Regions from separate parts of the Sus scrofa genome. Here all the other regions are linked to region 1. The links are chromatin contacts, called in public Hi-C and promoter capture Hi-C maps. All regions are on one chromosome and are shown on one strand. Each heading gives the region's core, a stretch centred on a gene start, on an enhancer-like site or on the middle of the called end of the contact. The rest is flanking DNA. Distances are from core to core; before and after follow the strand shown. Region 1 holds the start of FAM60A (protein FAM60A). Region 2 holds the start of DENND5B (DENN domain-containing protein 5B). Region 3 holds the start of ETFBKMT (electron transfer flavoprotein beta subunit lysine methyltransferase). Region 4 holds the start of AMN1 (protein AMN1 homolog).

Region 1 (4,253 bases), core at 485-2,984:
GATAGATGCCCAGGAGAAGGATTGCTGGATCAAATGGTAATTCTGTTTTTAGTTTTCTGAGGAATCTCCATACTGCTTTCCACAGTGGTTGTACCAAATTACAATCCCACCAACAGTGTAATAGAGTTCCTTTTTCTTCACACCCTCTCCAGCATTTATTGTTTGTAGACTTTTTTTTTTTTTTTTTTTTTGGTCCTTTTGCCATTTCTTGGGCCACTCCCTTGGCATATGGAGGTTTCCAGGCTAAGGGTCGAATCGGAGCTGTAGCCACCGGCCTACACCAGGGCCACAGCAACACTGGATCTGAGCTGCGTCTGCAACCTATACCACAGCTCATGGCAACTCGGGACCTTAACCCACTGAGCGAGGCCAGGGATCGAACCCGCAACCTTATGGTTCCTAGTGGGATTTGTTAACCACTGAGCCACAACGGGAACTCCTGTTTGTAGACTTTTTAATGATGGTCATTCTAGCCAGTGTAAGGTGGTATCTCAAAGTGGTTTTGATTTGCATCAGAAATATCTAAGTCCACATTGTTGACACTACAGTGAAAGCAGTGAAACTTGTCAGCAGATGATTAAGTTTTATGGTTAATGTCCACACTTTTGCATCTTGGGACCAATATCAAGTTTCTGGGAAAAACATCCTTCCTGTCTCCCCATGTCTGTCATTAAATCAGTGTCTCAGCCTGTTGGTGTTAGATGTGTTCTTGGAATAAAGGTGTACCACAATTATTTTTTTTCCATTTTTCACTTATTGGTCTGAGATTTACTTCAGTTCTTCAGTTTTTTTTTTTTTTTTTCTCTTCTGGGGCAAGAAGCATTTAGATTGTTGGTTTATTACATATTCCATAAGGGAAACTCTGCATTTCACCGGCAACTTTTTCAATTCCCAAGACCACCAGTTGGTGGTATTATTTCTGGGTGATTGGATCACCCTTTACTAGCAGCTGGAGGTGGGATGTGTGTCCCTAGATTACTGGCTTTCCACTATAAAAGAAAAGCGACACTATTCCCACGGAAATTAACAACTCTTCAACTGCAACAGGCTTGAAATCTTAAGGCCAAAGTGGAGAAAAAAACTGAATTATTATGGAGTGGGTTACTCTTTGAGGAGTGCAGACGGGAGCTGGTGAATGAACAGAATGTCAAAATGGGACTTTATTAAACGACTCATTAAAACTGCAAGAAAGACAAATCTCCGTTGGCCTCAGAGAATTTAAAAAAAAAAAGATTCAAAAACCCTTTTTCAAGCAAAACTTAGGAAACATGGGAGAAGTATTAATTCAATCTGGGCGCTTGGAAGACCACCTCCCCTGCCACTTCAGTTCAGACACTGGGCAGAGATGTGAAAATTTTGCAAAAACAGCCTTCAAAACTATTTTTCAACGCGAAACGGTGTGCGCGAAAAGCTTCCGAGTGTAAAGTACGACACGCAGCCCAGTGTTCTCCCTGGGTTGCTAACCTTTCCGCCTTTCCCCTCTCGCCACTCCCCCTTAGCCTGGGCCTCCAGCCAGGGGGCGTTTGTTTACGTGACGTCACCGTAGTAAGCAGTCCCCGCCCCCGTTTCCCTGTGGCCGCCGCGTTTCCCGCGCCGCGGCGCTTCTCCCCTTAAAAGGACAATAGAGGCCTCGGGAGCGCGCGCGGCCGCCGGGCCTTCTCCCCTCCCAGCCCTCGACGCGCGCGCGCCCGTATGCAAATAAGTTCGATTCAGGAGAATTTTGTACCAGGAGCTGCGCGTGCGCAGAAGGAAAGCGGAATCTACACCTTCCCCGCCAGCCGTGGCAACTGCAGAACTGCAGGAGACAATCTTTCTAGACAAGGCAGTTGAGGAGGAGGGAGCGATTGGAGCGTGGGTTGGCTTGGCGTGCACTCCCCACCTCTGAAACATTATTGCGCGTGGAACGGTTGCTTCTGGAAGGTGAGTGACTCTAACCATTACTGCGGTGCAAAACTGTCTCAGGAGGCTTTGATTTCGGAGTGGCTTTTTTTCTCTTTTCACCTCACCTCACCACCTCCCCCAGTCCTTCCACAGACACACACGCACACATTCATATACGCACACAGGAAGTTTTGTCTTGGAGATGGCATTGCTTGGAGCGCGGTTTTCGTGGTCCTCAGACCCCAGATTCTTTGTATCTGCATGTTTAGTGTGTCCTTTTTAATTGGGGAGGGTATTTGAGGCAAACCGAAAGTCTTGGGGTGGGGGAAGTGAGTGAAGCCTGGAAGAGTGAGGAGTCGCCGGAGTTGAGGGGTCCACATTGAAGGTGACAATGACTTTTCTCAGCCGCAGTGCTCGCTGGCGAAAAGGAGCCTGGTGGCTGAAAGGCCCGAGAGAAAACGAGTTGCTGGCGACTGCCGAGGGGCCCTGGGTCGGTGCACCCGCGTGGGCGCGCGCCCGGGAGTGGCCGGGCGCCGTTGTTGGACCTCGTGGTTGAGTTTCTTGCCCCCCCACCCCCGGCGCGTGTTTAGATGAGTGTGGACAATGAATGCCCCTCGCTCGAAAACTAAGTTGCGTCTACTTGTGAGCTGGCCGGCGGAGGAGGTTTAAATTGGCCTTTCGGCTTGGTGCCGGCATGGCCGGAGTGCATGCGGGTGGCGTTGTCCGCCCAACTCCGGAGGGATGCGGATGCGACAATGAGCAGCACGCGGCCGCTCGGAAGCGGCCCCGGCTCTGAAACGCTTCTCCCCAGGGCCGCGCCCAGGCAGCGCAGGCGTTCGGGGTGTCTGGAGCCTCAAGTTTGGTCCGCAATTTATTCACCTGTAGCGTGGTTTGGGCGCCGCGGCGCTCTCTAGGGCCACGGTGTACGGCTTAAGATGGCCAGTCGGAGTCAAGTTGACTTGGGGATGGAGGCAGCGGCGTTGTCTGCGCCGGAGGAGTGCGGGAACTCAGGAGGGCACTGCTTTTTGTGCCGAGCGTGACAGACCACGTGCTGGGGCTGCGACCCGGGTTTGCTCCCAGGTCCGGCTGAGCCTCTGGCTCGCGGTCAGCCGGGAGATGCGGGTGCTGTCGGGGCCGGCCGGCAGGACAATGTGACTTGCTGATGATGGCGTCTTGCCAGTTTCAAAAGCAGAGTGAAAGTCGCCAACTCTCGGCCGGTGCAGGGCGGGGAATCCGGGCGTTTCTCATCAAGGACATTGCAAAACTTTGATTAAATGGCCCCGCTGCTAGGGGAGGACGGCAGGACCGGCCCCGGACTTTTGGGACGTGGGGTCCGGCCCCTTCCCCTGGGCGATCGTCTAGTATCTCCCTCAGAGAAACAATCCCACGTCCCTCCTGCTGCACGTAGGCAGCGCCCAGCTGGACAGAAAACAAAGAGCCGCATGTGCTGTTGCGGGCCCGGCGGGCGCTCTGGGCGGCCGCCGGGCGGAGGGCCGTGCAGGCCTGGCCCCCCGAAGTTCGGGCGAGTTTCGGAAGGGGCTTTTGTCCCTCGGCCTCTCGCGGGGAAACTTTCGCGGCGCTACTAGTGCGCGGTGCGGGTGTGCGGAGAGGCAGCGTGCTTCCGCGCGGCCAGCGGCAGCCGAGGGGCCCCGCGCTGGAGCCCGGGCGCTGGCTGCTGCGACGACCGAGGGCTCGGCCAGCTCCCCGGGACCGGCGCCTGCGTCTGGGAGGTCTGTGGATCCGCCTTTGAAGTCGAACTGTTGCCATGTTTGAATTACGTCAGGGCAAAGCCATGAGGAGGAACAAGCCCCGGCAACGCGGCGTGCGGGAGGCGCGGCCTGCGGGAGGCGCCGGGCCGGCCGGGTGGGCGGGCGGGCGCAGGGCCCGTTGTTCCGGCGCAGGTGAGGGAGGCGGCAGCGAGGGACGCGCTCGGTTCCCGCCGCTGCCGCTGCCGCCGCCGCCGCCGCCGCCCCCGCCCGGGCGGGCAGCTCTCCACAGGAACTTTCCTCCCGACCGCAGTTGTGTTTACGCACCGATCCGCCTGGGAGCGGTTCTGTTTGCTGCCTGGGTGTCTCTGTGTCGGCCGTCGCCGCGTGCCGGGGTGTGTGTATGTGGGGGGAAGCGCAGCCTGGGGCGGCCGCGGAGCACCGGAGTGGGAACCGGGAGGCGTTTGACTGCTTTCGGGGAAACCCGCGAGCGCGGCGAGGGCCCCCCCACCCCAGCCGAGCCGTGCGCAGCCCGCACGATCAGGGGACTCAGCCCCGACGACACCCAAAAACCACCGCGGGGAAGTTTGGGGACTGCCGTTATCCTACAAAGGGAAGTGAGGACTGTGAGCGAATCGTGGGTGCAGCTCTTGTCTTTGTGTGTTT
Region 2 (4,201 bases), core at 231-2,730, 290 kb before region 1:
AGCATCAACAGCTTGTCACTACCTAGATAACCACCCTTCTTTCATTCATTCAATAAATATAAACTGAGGGACTAGGTGGGACCAGTATTCTGCTAGATGCTAGAAATATGATGAATCTTAGAGCGTGACTCCTGCTCTGTGGAGCTTAAAATCCAGCTAAGAAGATAGATACAGGAAAAAAGTCATTAAAAGTGTTTTGAAGGAAAAGTTCAGGATGCAATAGGAGCTAATGGTCAATTACCCAGCCAGTGGCTCACTCTGATTGTTTTATTTTTCTTTCATTTCAAACTTGAAAAGAGAGAAAGTGAGGGTACAGACTACAGTAAATGATGGTGTGTATGCATACATATCTTCCAGGAAGAACATTATTCAAATAATTGAGGTTCATTCTCTTAGTCCACCACCCTGGAGGGTTTTTTTATGTGTCTACCAGTGGTAGTCACGATTCAGACCACGCAACCCCCCCATCCAAATCCTCAAAGAGTAGGGAGAATTGTGGAAGGGATGACAATGTGGAGATGGGATGGATTCAATTTTTCACCTTTCAAAGGAGTAATAACTAGTTGGCAAGCCCTTTCTGAAGAAGAGAAAGTCAGAGGAAAGAGCAGGGTAAGAAAGCCATAGCCAGGGTTTCCGTTGTGACTCAGCGGGTTATGAACCCAACTAGTATTGGACCTAGGTTACATCCCTGGCCTCCATCAGTGGGTTAAGGATCCTGCATTGCCGTGAAGGTATGAGGCTCAGAACGGGCATTGCTGTGGCGGAAGACAGCAGCTGAAGCTCTGATTAGACCCCCAGCCTGGGTACTTACCCTAAATTTTTTTAAAAAAGCAAGCAAGCAATAGCTTTGTGAAGAGCAGAGTTCAGGGTCTAATTCCTGTTGCCTTATCAGCCTCCGATTGTACCTGCAGGGAGAGCTGATAAAATCAAACGAGAACACTGCTGGGGAACTGGAGCGCCTTGGCAACTTTACACTCACCTGGAAAATGTCTGGATAAATTACAGTGGGTCAGGGAAGGGAAGTTGTCAATTGCAGTCCTTTCAGAAGTCTCAAATCTTTGTAGATATTGAGTTGTGTTGTTTACCCCCCGCCCCCGCCCCACTGAGTTGGCACCAATTCATTGAGGAAAGATGTCTTGTGAATGGGGCTGAGAGCTGGGGGAAGGATTAAAGGACTAGGATTTTTTTTTCTTTCTTTCTTTTTTTTTTTTGGCCGCCTCTCAAGGCATGAGTAAATTTCCAGATCAGGGTTGGAACCACCGTCACAGCAGAACCCAAGCTGCAGTAGTGACAACATCGGATCCTTAACCTGCTCCACCACAAGGGAAGTCCAAGGACTAGGATCTTAAAATGAGATAGCCATCTGTACTTGTCACAGTTTAAAATATGTTGATGGTCCAGACCTTTGTGGAAAAGATTTCAGAGCGGCCGTTAGCCTTTCCCAAAGCTGCATTTCTTTCTTTTTAATTAGGATAGGTAGCATCCCATTTAGAGGGCTAAGGTAGCATCCCGCTCTGAGGCTAAGCCTCTTGTTGGCTGGCGGAGGCCGAGAGGCGCGTGTGTGGGGTCGCCCCAGCTCCGCAGCCTGGGCAGGCTGGCACGAATCCCGCCCGCGCGCGGCGCTCAATTCCGAGCCCGCTGGGAGCGCGCGCACACAGGACCGAAACGCGCGCTCCCGCCCCTTTCGCGCGCGCCCTCCCCGCCGCGCCCCCGCCCCACGCACCGGTCCTCCGCGCCCCAGCGCTCCCTGCGCTCCCACAGCCCGTGTGCCGCTCAGCTGACCCGCGGGCGCCAGACGCCGCGGCTCCCAGCTTACGAGAGCAGCTGCGGCGGCGCAGGCCTCTCCCGGCGACACTCCCCCTGTGCGCCCCTCCCCCACCCGTCACTGGGATCCCGAAGGATTGGGCGCGAGCTCGCGGCCGCTTTCCCGGCGCCGAGCGAGGAGCGAGGCTGCGGTGACGAGCAGTGGCTGCGCCGCCATGGGCGCGCCCGGGTCGCCCTAGGACGGGCGCGCGGAGACCGAAGCCGGAGCGGCAGCCTCAGCAGCTAGCCCTCCCGAGCTGCGGCGGCGGCGGCGGCGGCGGCGGCGGCGGCGGCGGCTGGAGCAGCGCCGCCGGGATGAGCGGCAGCGGCGCGGCGCCCGGTCCGGGCTCGGGCTCCTCCCCGGCCGCCTGCCGCTTTGCGCACTACTTCGTGCTGTGCGGGATCGACGCGGACAGCGGGCTGGAGCCTGACGAGCTGGCGGGTAAGGCCGGGCTGCGGCGGCGCCGTGTACTCCTCAGGGACGCGGGGGACGCTGCGAGGACGCGCGGGAGGCGGGGTACGGGCTTCAGACAAAGTCAGCTCCCGGCGGCGCTTGCTCTCCGGCCGGCGGGGTTCTGGGGCCGCGATTTAATGACATTGTTATTTATTCCGCGTGCAGGGTGCGCTGCTGAGCCCTCGGGCGTCCGCCCAGGGTTTCGCCTGGCGGGCGCGGGGTTATTAATAACAGTCGCGGGGGCAGGGGAGGGGGCGGCTCCGAGGGCACGGCCTGGGCCGAGCATGCCGGCCCCCTCGCCCGCAGCTGCTCGCGGAGGCAGCGGGTGAATCACCGGGCGCGTGAACTCCCGGCTTCGCTGCGCTCCCGTGGCTCACCCCCCGCGCCGCCCGCCGCCCCGGCTGCGAAGTTTCAGCCCCGGCACGTGACGCGGCGCCCGGGCCCCCTCGGAGAGGGGGCGTGGGAGACCGCGGGGCCGCGTCCCCCCAGGCGGCAGTGACCCGCGGGGCGAGCGCCAGGCTGGAGGCTAGTTGGATTTCATCCTTAACTGTTCCCGGTCTGCGCCGCCTCGGGTTCTGCGATGACGGTCGAGTCACCTTTTGGAATCCTGTCGTTTTGGCAGTGTCGCAGGAGCTGTCGACGATCTTTGGACGCTTGGGACCCGGCATGATGCCTTGTTGATACTGCTTACACTGTTCCGAGTTTAAGTAGTTGAATATAATTCCCCTCAGTTGGGTGCACCGTGTGTTGCTGCCTGGGCTTTCCTGGAGGGGCATAGGTCGGTCCTCTCGACTCTTTTGATGGCGCAGTGCAGGGCTGAGCTGGGGATCGGAGATGGGAAAAGAGGCGGTTAAAGGATGGTGGTGGAGGGGGCGGGGGTGAGTGCGCAGTGTTGGGAGGAGGCGGGAGAAAGGACTGATTTTATTTTTCACGCCTGTTTCTTTCTGCTTGTCTTCTTGGGATCTGAATCTGGATTTTTTTTTTTTAAACGGGTGAGACAAGTGACATCTACCGCCTGAACTTTATCTGTGTCAGTGTTTAAACACTTAGGTCATAGCTTTTCAGAACAGCTTCTTTTGGACATAGCATTCCTTCTTGAGTGCACCAATGTGTCTTATTATTTTTTTCTTTTCTTTTTGGAGGGGGTACTGGAAAGAGTGTATTAAGTAATAAACAATAGTAAACAAAACTGTTCAGCCTTAAGGTACAATACCCATCAGTCCACCCCTTAGCTAAGTGAATATGTTGTTAGTTTCACAGCAAAACATTTTCAACCAAAACTATGTCTAGTTTTACTTAAATTTTTTTTTTTTGGAGAGGAGGAATGAGTACCAGGTTTTCCTGTATGTGTAACTATATAATCATGTTATTTTTTCAGTTAAGATTTCATGTACATATTAAGAATGGCTTTGTTAAGTGCTATGAAGTTAAAACAAAAAAAAGGTTTGCAGAGGCGTTGGAGGGATTCCTCTTTTGGGATTGATGAAGGGACTATTTTATTTTTGTAGAATCCCCCTTTTCCCTAACATTTCCCCAAGCTCTCGTGGCACAGGGTCACTTGGAGACCTTCTGTCAGTGGTGACTGATGACTAGAAAAAGCCTGTGTTTTTTCCTTCTTTATTTCAAGTCTATATGCCTAGTAAAACTAAAATGACACTTGTAGGTGTGGCCTGGGACTCTTTAGACATCCTGCAAATGGCTTTAACAAAATTGAACAGTAAAAAAAAAATGTTAATGCAATTTTTTAGATACAAACTGGCTTATTATGCAGTAGTATGTGTGGGTGATTGTTTGGGCTTTCTGCTTCTCATAATACTTGGTGTTTTGGAGTTCCTGTCGTGGCTCAGTGGTTAACAAACCCAACTAGCATCCATGAGGACACAGGTTCGATTTGACCCCTATCCTGGGAACCTCCATATGCCCTGCGTGTGGCCTAAAAAAACA
Region 3 (3,896 bases), core at 668-3,167, 350 kb before region 1:
AGCTGCAGCTGTGGGCCTACACCATAGTTCATGGCAACACCAGATCCTTAACTCTGTGAACGACGCTGACCCTGAATCCTCATGGATACTAGTCAGGCTCTTAACCTGTTGGGCCACAAGGGGAACTCCAAGGAAAAGCCAGTCTTTTAAAAGATGCCTTTTCACAACAGAATCCTCTTAATAATTTAGAATAACAAATATACAAGCATTTGCTTTTGAGAGAATCCTCAGGAACATGCCTGTTACACACAATAAGATATACCTTTAAAGTTCTTTCATACATTTAATAAATCACTTCCATTTAAGCAGGGACTTTGCCTGGCAACTTTGAACAAAATAAACAAAAGTCCCTCTCTTCAGAAAGCTTAGATGCCAGTGGTGGAATAGAGCAATTAACAGGGCAAACATAGTTCTTGCCTTTATGAAGTCTAGCCAAAAGTTGTACAGATTGTCAAATTTTAACTGTGGGTAGAGATAAATTATACTGACTGCACAATAAAGATAGTCCTAGCATAAAACATCAATGTAATAAAGATTCAAGGGTTTTTCCTAAAAAAAAAAATATTAAAAAAAAAAAAAAAAACAACTATAGAGGAGTTCGCTTCGTGGCTCAATGGTTAATGAACCCGACTAGGATCCATGAGCATGCAGGCTTGCTCCCTGGCCTCACTCAGTGGGTTAAGGATCCAGCGTTGCCCTGAGCTGTGGTGTAGGTCACAGGTGAGGCTCGGGTCCTGAGTTGCTGTGGCTGTGGTATAGGCTGGCAACTGAAGCTCCAATTTGACCCCTAGCCTGGGAACTTCCACATGCCTTAGGTGTGGCTCTAAAAAGCAAAAAAAAAAAAAAAAAAAAAAAAAACCTTTAGATTTAATTGTAATAAAAGAATATCAGCTCCCAAACCTCTTTCTGTAAATACCTCTGATGAGTCATCTTTACCAAAACTGGACTTAATATAAAAAGACACCTTGATAAGAATAAGCAGGAATGAAAGAGCAGTTTAAACAGAAATTATACACCCAGTTGTTTGAGACCTCTGATCTAATCTGCGTAAATATTTTAAAGTCTTATATCCACCCAAGTATTTAGAGTAGGGGCCCCAAGCTTAAATGCCTACCAGGGCTGGGCTGGTGATAGATGTATGATCCAGGCTGTTGTTAGATAACAGAGGGGCTGTGGCAAACTGTAAACTGTTTCAAAACAGTCCAAAAGGGCCGCAAACTGCTGCCAGCCAGGGACTCCTGGGCTGATCTCCCAATCGCTCAAGATAATCCAGATATTTACACATAAACTCTCACTTAAACTGGCACATAAACTGGCAACTAATTAAAATATCAAGACACAGGCGGGCCACAATGCCTCTCAGACCAGTTTGTGAACTCAGGATGGACCTCCAGTGGGTATTAATAAAATTAGCCCACGTTTATGCTTTTGGAATCCCAGGGTCTAGGCTGACCTCATTGGACTAATCCTGTGAGGACCGACCGGGTCAGCCCTTGAATCCCAAAAGTCCAAGGTTTAAAAAGAAATCAAATAGGAGATTGTGGACACCATTTCATCCAGACCGATGTCGCTCCCTCCCAAGCCAGCACCAATGAAACAGCACCCCTTATGAATATGTGATTATGTGCTGGACACTTGGTACGTGGAATGATTGCTAAGGAAAGAAGACGGGTTAAAAAGACGGGTCCAAAAGTATTAGCACGTGATTTCCCTCCAAGGAGAGAGTCAACCTTAAAGGGGCAGGCACAGTTCTCCTCTCCTTACCCGGCTGTGCTAACACCGCCTCAGGAAGCTAAGCACTGGGCACGTCTGTCACTCTCCTCTGCCCGTCTTTTTGCACCTTCTTTATGACTGCAAGCGGGGTCCAGCTTCCTCAGCCAAGCCGGCGCCCAGCCCAGCCCAGCCCAGCCCAGGCTCCGCCCTCCTTCCCGGCAGCGCCTTTTCTCCTTTCGCCTGCCCTTCTTAAAGGGACAGGAAGTTCGAAACCACCGGGCTTTCAGACCTCCCTTGGGAAATAGGGGAGCTACAAATACTGATTTCTTGAAGATCCACTTTGAAGCCCTGGAGCATCTGCTTCATGCCAGTCACACTCCTAAACACTGGGCATAGAATGGTGAGCAAAATAGACCTTTAATAAACCTTTAATAATGACGCTTACTTTTGGAGTTCCCGTCGTGGCTCAGTGGTTAACCAATCCAACTAGGAACCATGAGATTGAGGGTTCGATCCCTGGCCTTGCTCAGTGGGTTAAGGATCTGGTGTTGCCGTGAGCTGTAGTGTGGGTGGCAGATGCGGCTCAGATCCTGCGTTGCTGTGGCTGTGGCTTAGGCCAGTGGCTGCAGCTCTGATTAGACCCCTAGCCTGGGAACCTCCATATGCCGCGGGAGCGCCTCAAGAAAACGCAAAAAGACAATAATAATAATAATAATGACGCTTATGCTCAACTGTGATTAAATCATAATGTCCTCCCTGTTATAATTTCATGCATGCACAATCTTTTTAATTTTCTTAATTACAGTTTATTTCGATAGTACTCTCTGATTCTCTTGCTGTTAATAATTCTTTATTTTTTATTTTTTTGCTTTTTAGGGCTGCACCCTTGGCATTTGGAGGTTCCCAGGCTAGGAGTCCAGTGAGAGCTACAGCTCCGGCCTACACCAGAGTCACAGCAACACAGGATCTGAGCAGCTTCTAGGACCTACATCACAGCTCACCGAAGCGCCAGATCCTTAACCCACTGAGCGAGGCCAGGGATCAAACCATGGTTCCTAGTGGGATTTGTTTCCACTGCACCACGATGGGAACTCCCTGTTAATAATTCTTAACAGACATTAAAGATTAGTTTGCCTAAGAAATGTTGTTTTTTGAGTTTCCATTGTGGCTCAGCAGGTTAAGAACCAGAGTAGTATCCATGAGGATGGAGGTTCCATGGCTGGCTCAGTAGGTTAAGGATCCTGCGTTGTTACAAGCTGCAGTGTAGGTAGCATACATCGCTGAGGTGGGGTGTTACAGTGTGGGGCACAGGGATGCAGCTGCAGCTTCAATTTACTCCTGGCTGGGAACTTCCATATGCTGCAGGTATGGCTGTTAAAAAAAAGAGAGAAGTGTTGTTTTTAACTAGCTTCTGTATTCTATCCCACTGATAGTTTTTAAATTGATCTGCTTCTTTCCATCTCTCTTGCTATTGCCTTAGTTTCACTTTATGATTGCTTGCCTGAATTCCCATAACTGGTCTCTGCAATCCTGCTTTCCTCTAGCCCATTCTCTGTAGTGCAGCTTAAATTGTTGTCTCTGAAACTTTCATTCCATAGTCCAGAAAAAGGCTTTACATTCTTAAAATAATCCCAAAGAAACAGACTATAAGCCCATCACAGCCACAGCAGTGAGGGATCCAAGCTGTGTCTTCGACCTACACCAAAGCTGATGGCAACACCTGATCCCATACCCACTGAGTGAGGCCAGGGATCACACCTGCATCCTCATGGATACTAGTCACATTTGTTTCTGCTCCACAATGGGAACTCCTGAAATGTTTTCTTTCTTTCTTTCTTTTTTTAATTTTTTGCTTCTTAGGTGCAGCATGTGGAAATTCCCAGGCTAGGGGTTGAATTGGAGCTACAGCTGCCAACCTACACCATAGCCACAGCAATGCCAGATCCAAGCCATGTCTGTGAACTACACCACAGCTCATGGCAATGCCAGATCCCTGACCCACTGAGCAAGACCAGGGATCGAACCCACATCCTCATGGATACTAGTCCAATTTGTTTCCGCTGCGCCACAATGGAAACTCCCGAAATGTCTTTTTTTTTTTTTTTGTCATTTCTTGGGCCCTTCCCGCGGCGCATGGAGGTTCCCAGGCTAGGGGTCAAATCCGAGCTGTAGCCGCCGGCCTA
Region 4 (4,097 bases), core at 1,340-3,839, 410 kb before region 1:
GCTTAGCCTCAGGTAGGGTAAGCAGACCCTAGTTCGGCTCAACAGGGATGTTCCACAAAACTTAAAATATTTACTCTATGGCTCTTTATAGAAAGCGTGCCATCTGCTGCTCTATACTCGCCTCTCATCACTCTCGCCACTGCAGCTATTCTGAACTCTTTGTGTAACAAATCTAACTCCAGGGAGTTCCCATCCTGGTGCAGTGGTTAACCAATCCGACTAGGAACCATGAGGTTACAGGTTCGGTCCCTGCCCTTGCTCAGTGGGTTGATGATCCGGCTTTGCCGTGAGCTGTGGTGTAGGTTGCAGACACGGCTCAGATCCTGCATTGCTGTGGCTCTGGCGTAGGCTGGCAGCTACAGCTCCGATTTGACCCCTAGCCTGGGAACCTCCATATGGGAGCAGCCCCAAAAATAGCAAAAAGACAAAAAAAAAAAAAAAAAATCTGACTCCATATTAGAGCTGTTCCTTTTTACTGTAAACTTTGTGCTTTGTTGTCTGTGCTTAGTCATGCTGGCTGTGCATCTTTTGTAGAAGGATGTTGCCTATAGCCCGAAATATACAGGACAGTCTATTCCCAAGGCTCTGACCTTTAAGAGTCCATTTGCATGGAGATAAAAAGTTGCACAATAGAGAATAACATTTGTTTTGTTGGCAGTTTACAGGAACATTGTGACCTGACCTATCTGACAGCAGCTAGAACAAAGGATCTAATCCCAAGAAGTTTGCAACAAATAACCACACCCCTCACCTTGCCTTTAAAAGGCTTTGCTGAAAGCCTTTGGGGAGTTCAAGTTTCTCTTGGGCTTGAGCCTCCTGTCTCCTCTCACTGCCCTGCAATAAACTTTCCTCCACTCCAAACTCAGACTTCAGTATTATTTGACCTCACTGTGCACTGGGCAGACTCCAGTAACATCACCACTCCCACTGTACCCATTGTGAATAATCTACAGTCCCTAACAGACTACCTTTCTTTTCTGTACCTTTTCTGTAACCTCCTCCCCCACCCTCATGTGAGTGTTCCCCAGAGAAGTAACTCCATTTTAGCACATTTTAGTTATTCTGATTGTTCTTTTACTTGTCTGGTTCAAGTGTTCACCATTGAACCCTCAGCACTGAGCATAACCCCTACCCTTTTTCAGCACACACCCTACCCTGGTGTGTGCTGACTGAATGAGCAGCATCCTGAAGAGATGAGAAAGATTGGGTTGCAACTTTCAATCAAAAGTTTACAAAGGGAAGAGAGACGAAAAAGCACCAAAAAGCAGCAAGTACTCTGCAGCTCAACCAAGGAGAGAGAACTCCACCTGGGAAAGAGGGCCTCTTCCTCACCCCGCCTTGGCCGTACTAGGCAGGCTTGAAGCAGCATCTCAATTCCCCAACCAGGAATTGAACCCAGGTAACAGCATGAGAACAACCAATCCTAATCACTGGACCACCTGAGAACTTCCAGAGGGCTCCTTCTTTGGAGTCCTTTCTGATTGGAACACAAACTCTTCTTCTACCCCCGCCAGGATGAAATTCTTACTGAGCATTTTGTACATATGTAGTGCCACTCATCTGTAAAAAAAATGCTAAAAAATTCCGACTTTACAGGATTAAATGAATGTGGTTAATTATGGAAAACACGTAGCTCAGTATGCGCTTTAGAGAAAGTGCTAGGTAAATGGCAGTCACTCTCAGATCCTCTAAACCTCTCTGACGGTCACGGAGTCTGTATCCCAGCGGTCACCGACATACCCCGCCAAAGGCACGGCCCAGCATCGGACGTAAAAGCAGTGACCTCGCGCGGCTCGGAGGATACTGGGCTAGGCTGCGCGCCCTCCTGGCCCACTCTGGAACCCACCAGAGTTGGGGACACCGTCAACAGAACAATAACCGCCACAGCGCTTACCGAAGGGTTAGGTTCCCCTCGATTTTATACGGCCTCCGCTAGGGCGCCGCGCGCAAGGCTCCGCCCCTTGGGCGCCGCGCGCAAGGCTCCGCCCCTTGGGCGCCGCGCGCAAGGCTCCGCCCCTTGGGCGCCGCGCGCAAGGCTCCGCCCCTTGGGCGCCGCGCGCAAGGCTCCGCCCCTTGGGCGCCGCGCGCAAGGCTCCGCCCCTTGGGCGCCGCGCGCAAGGCTCCGCCCCTTGGGCGCCGCGCGCAAGGCTCCGCCCCTTGGGCGCCGCGCGCAAGGCTCCGCCCCTTGGGCGCCGCGCGCAAGGCTCCGCCCCTTGGGCGCCGCGCGCAAGGCTCCGCCCCTTGGGCGCCGCGCGCAAGGCTCCGCCCCTTGGGCGCCGCGCGCAAGGCTCCGCCCCTTGGGCGCCGCGCGCAAGGCTCCGCCCCTTGGGCGCCGCGCGCAAGGCTCCGCCCCTTGGGCGCCGCGCGCAAGGCTCCGCCCCTTGGGCGCCGCGCGCAAGGCTCCGCCCCTTGGGCGCCGCGCGCAAGGCTCCGCCCCTTGGGCGCCGCGCGCAAGGCTCCGCCCCTTGGGCGCCGCGCGCAAGGCTCCGCCCCTTGGGCGCCGCGCGCAAGGCTCCGCCCCTTGGGCGCCGCGCGCAAGGCTCCGCCCCTTGGGCGCCGCGCGCAAGGCTCCGCCCCTTGGGCGGGGCTCGGCTTTGCCCCTGCAGCGCGAGCGCGCCCGCGCCGCGCTACCGGAAGAGGCGGGGCCGCCACGCATCACGCGGGGGGCGGGAGTTGACAGACTGTCTCTGGCTGGATTTCGGCGGCCCCGGAACCGTGGAAGAGGTTCCCGAGGGCCGCTACGATGCCCTCCCCGGAGCGGGTCAGTCAGCTCCTGGACCTGTGAGTTGGCCCCGGCCCGCCTCCCTTCGCCCCGCCGCGGCACCACCCGCCGCCCCGCGCGGCTCTCCTTCCCCGCCCCCTTCCCGCCTCTGACCGCTGAGAAGGCCCCGCAGGTGTTTCCACTCCTGGATCCCAGACTTGTGCTCTCCTCACTGAGGAAGGTCAGGCCAAAAGGGTTGCCTAGCGAGCTTGCCTGTCTGTCCTTTATAGGTGTCCGAACTCAGCTTTGACAGCTCCACACTCAGGGAGTTCCTGGCAGTGGCCTGTCTGATGGGAGCTGAAAGCCTTGATAAAACAAAACATTAGATGGGGTACTCAGAAGCCTTCAGCAAAGTTCCACCCAGTTACTATAATGGGGATAAATATTGATTCCCTTTTTGTAGCGCTCAAATTCTCGATTGCGCTTGCTGGGTTCAGTTCCTGGCTCTGCTGTTCACCAGCTGTGTAACCATGGAAAGTAATTTCATCTCTCTGTGCCCAAGTTCTTGACCTACAATATTAGTATACCTATCTCATGACATTGTAGTGAGGATTAAATTTAACATATTAAAAGTTTAGAAGGCTGCCTAGTATTAAAATTAAGAGAGCTTTCCTTGATATATTTTATTGGCGGAGAAACCAGAAGCACAGAGACATGTAGTTACCCAGTGATTTATGAGGTGAGCACGTTAAGGTTGTTTAACCTTTGCAATGGTCATTGCAGTGGGAGTTTACAGATGGCAGGGGATTGGTTAAAAGTGCTTATTTTATGCAGATATTTTAAGAAGACTATTTAAGTTGATTATCAGAGGCATTTATAAGAAATAACCTAAATTTCACTTACGTTCATGAAATAATCTAGGTTCAGTTTTGATTACATGGCCTAACTGGCTTGGTCAGTTTGGGGAATTTTCAAGCCTGGTCTCCATTTTATTTTATTTAATAAATCCCCGACTTCTGGTCATTGTCTTAGCAAGCTGATACTGTAAACCAATATAGTGTTACTCTCACTACCTCATTTGATGTAGTCATGGAGGTGAACGGTCAGGTAACTGCTGTTACTGATAGTTTCGTAATCACCCTAGGCAGTGGCAGTGGGATCACTGAGTTCTTTTAGCTGTCTTATCCTGATGGATTTCATTTGCTATGTGAGTGGCTGCTCAATTTAAAGACATTTAAAACTCTTGAGAGGGAGTTTCTATTATAGTTCAGCAGGTTAAGGACCCAACGTCGTCTCTATGAGGATGCTGGTTCGATGCCTGGATCTGGCATTGCCACAAGCTGTGGTGTAGGTTGCAGATATGGTTTGGATCTGCTGTTGCTGCGACTGGTGCCAT

What was found. Promoter capture Hi-C pulls out the DNA fragments that hold promoters and counts their contacts. Hi-C and Micro-C count contacts between places; a contact is called where the count stands out from the background.
Region 2: a promoter capture Hi-C map of liver shows a contact between it and region 1, with 4 times the contacts expected there. The contact joins the promoter of DENND5B here to the promoter of FAM60A in region 1. A contact is called at or near these places in 1 of 5 promoter capture datasets (liver), 3 of 47 Hi-C or Micro-C datasets (embryonic fibroblasts, liver and skeletal muscle) and 1 of 2 datasets of contacts at active chromatin or transcription factors (skeletal muscle).
Region 3: a Hi-C map of liver shows a contact between it and region 1, with 3 times the contacts expected there. The contact joins the promoter of ETFBKMT here to the promoter of FAM60A in region 1. A contact is called at or near these places in 1 of 47 Hi-C or Micro-C datasets (liver) and 1 of 2 datasets of contacts at active chromatin or transcription factors (alveolar macrophages).
Region 4: a promoter capture Hi-C map of liver shows a contact between it and region 1, with 5 times the contacts expected there. The contact joins the promoter of AMN1 here to the promoter of FAM60A in region 1. A contact is called at or near these places in 1 of 5 promoter capture datasets (liver), 5 of 47 Hi-C or Micro-C datasets (embryonic fibroblasts, liver, mesenteric adipose tissue and 1 more) and 2 of 2 datasets of contacts at active chromatin or transcription factors (alveolar macrophages and skeletal muscle).

The regions. Positions count from the first base shown.
Region 1 is chr5:42,928,711-42,932,963 of Sscrofa11.1, forward strand. FAM60A (protein FAM60A) reads left to right here and starts at 1,735. Exons shown (of 6, transcript XM_021092101.1): 1 at 1,735-1,920.
Region 2 is chr5:42,641,196-42,645,396 of Sscrofa11.1, forward strand. It overlaps DENND5B (DENN domain-containing protein 5B), which reads left to right and starts at 1,481. Exons shown (of 24, transcript XM_021092091.1): 1 at 1,481-2,245. The coding sequence starts at 2,119.
Region 3 is chr5:42,574,066-42,577,961 of Sscrofa11.1, forward strand. It overlaps ETFBKMT (electron transfer flavoprotein beta subunit lysine methyltransferase), which reads right to left and starts at 1,918. Exons shown (of 4, transcript XM_021092089.1): 1 at 1,765-1,918. LOC110260715 (a long non-coding RNA gene) reads left to right here and starts at 1,985. Exons shown (of 3, transcript XR_002344057.1): 1 at 1,985-2,113.
Region 4 is chr5:42,515,977-42,520,073 of Sscrofa11.1, forward strand. It overlaps AMN1 (protein AMN1 homolog), which reads left to right and starts at 2,590. Exons shown (of 7, transcript XM_021092088.1): 1 at 2,590-2,761.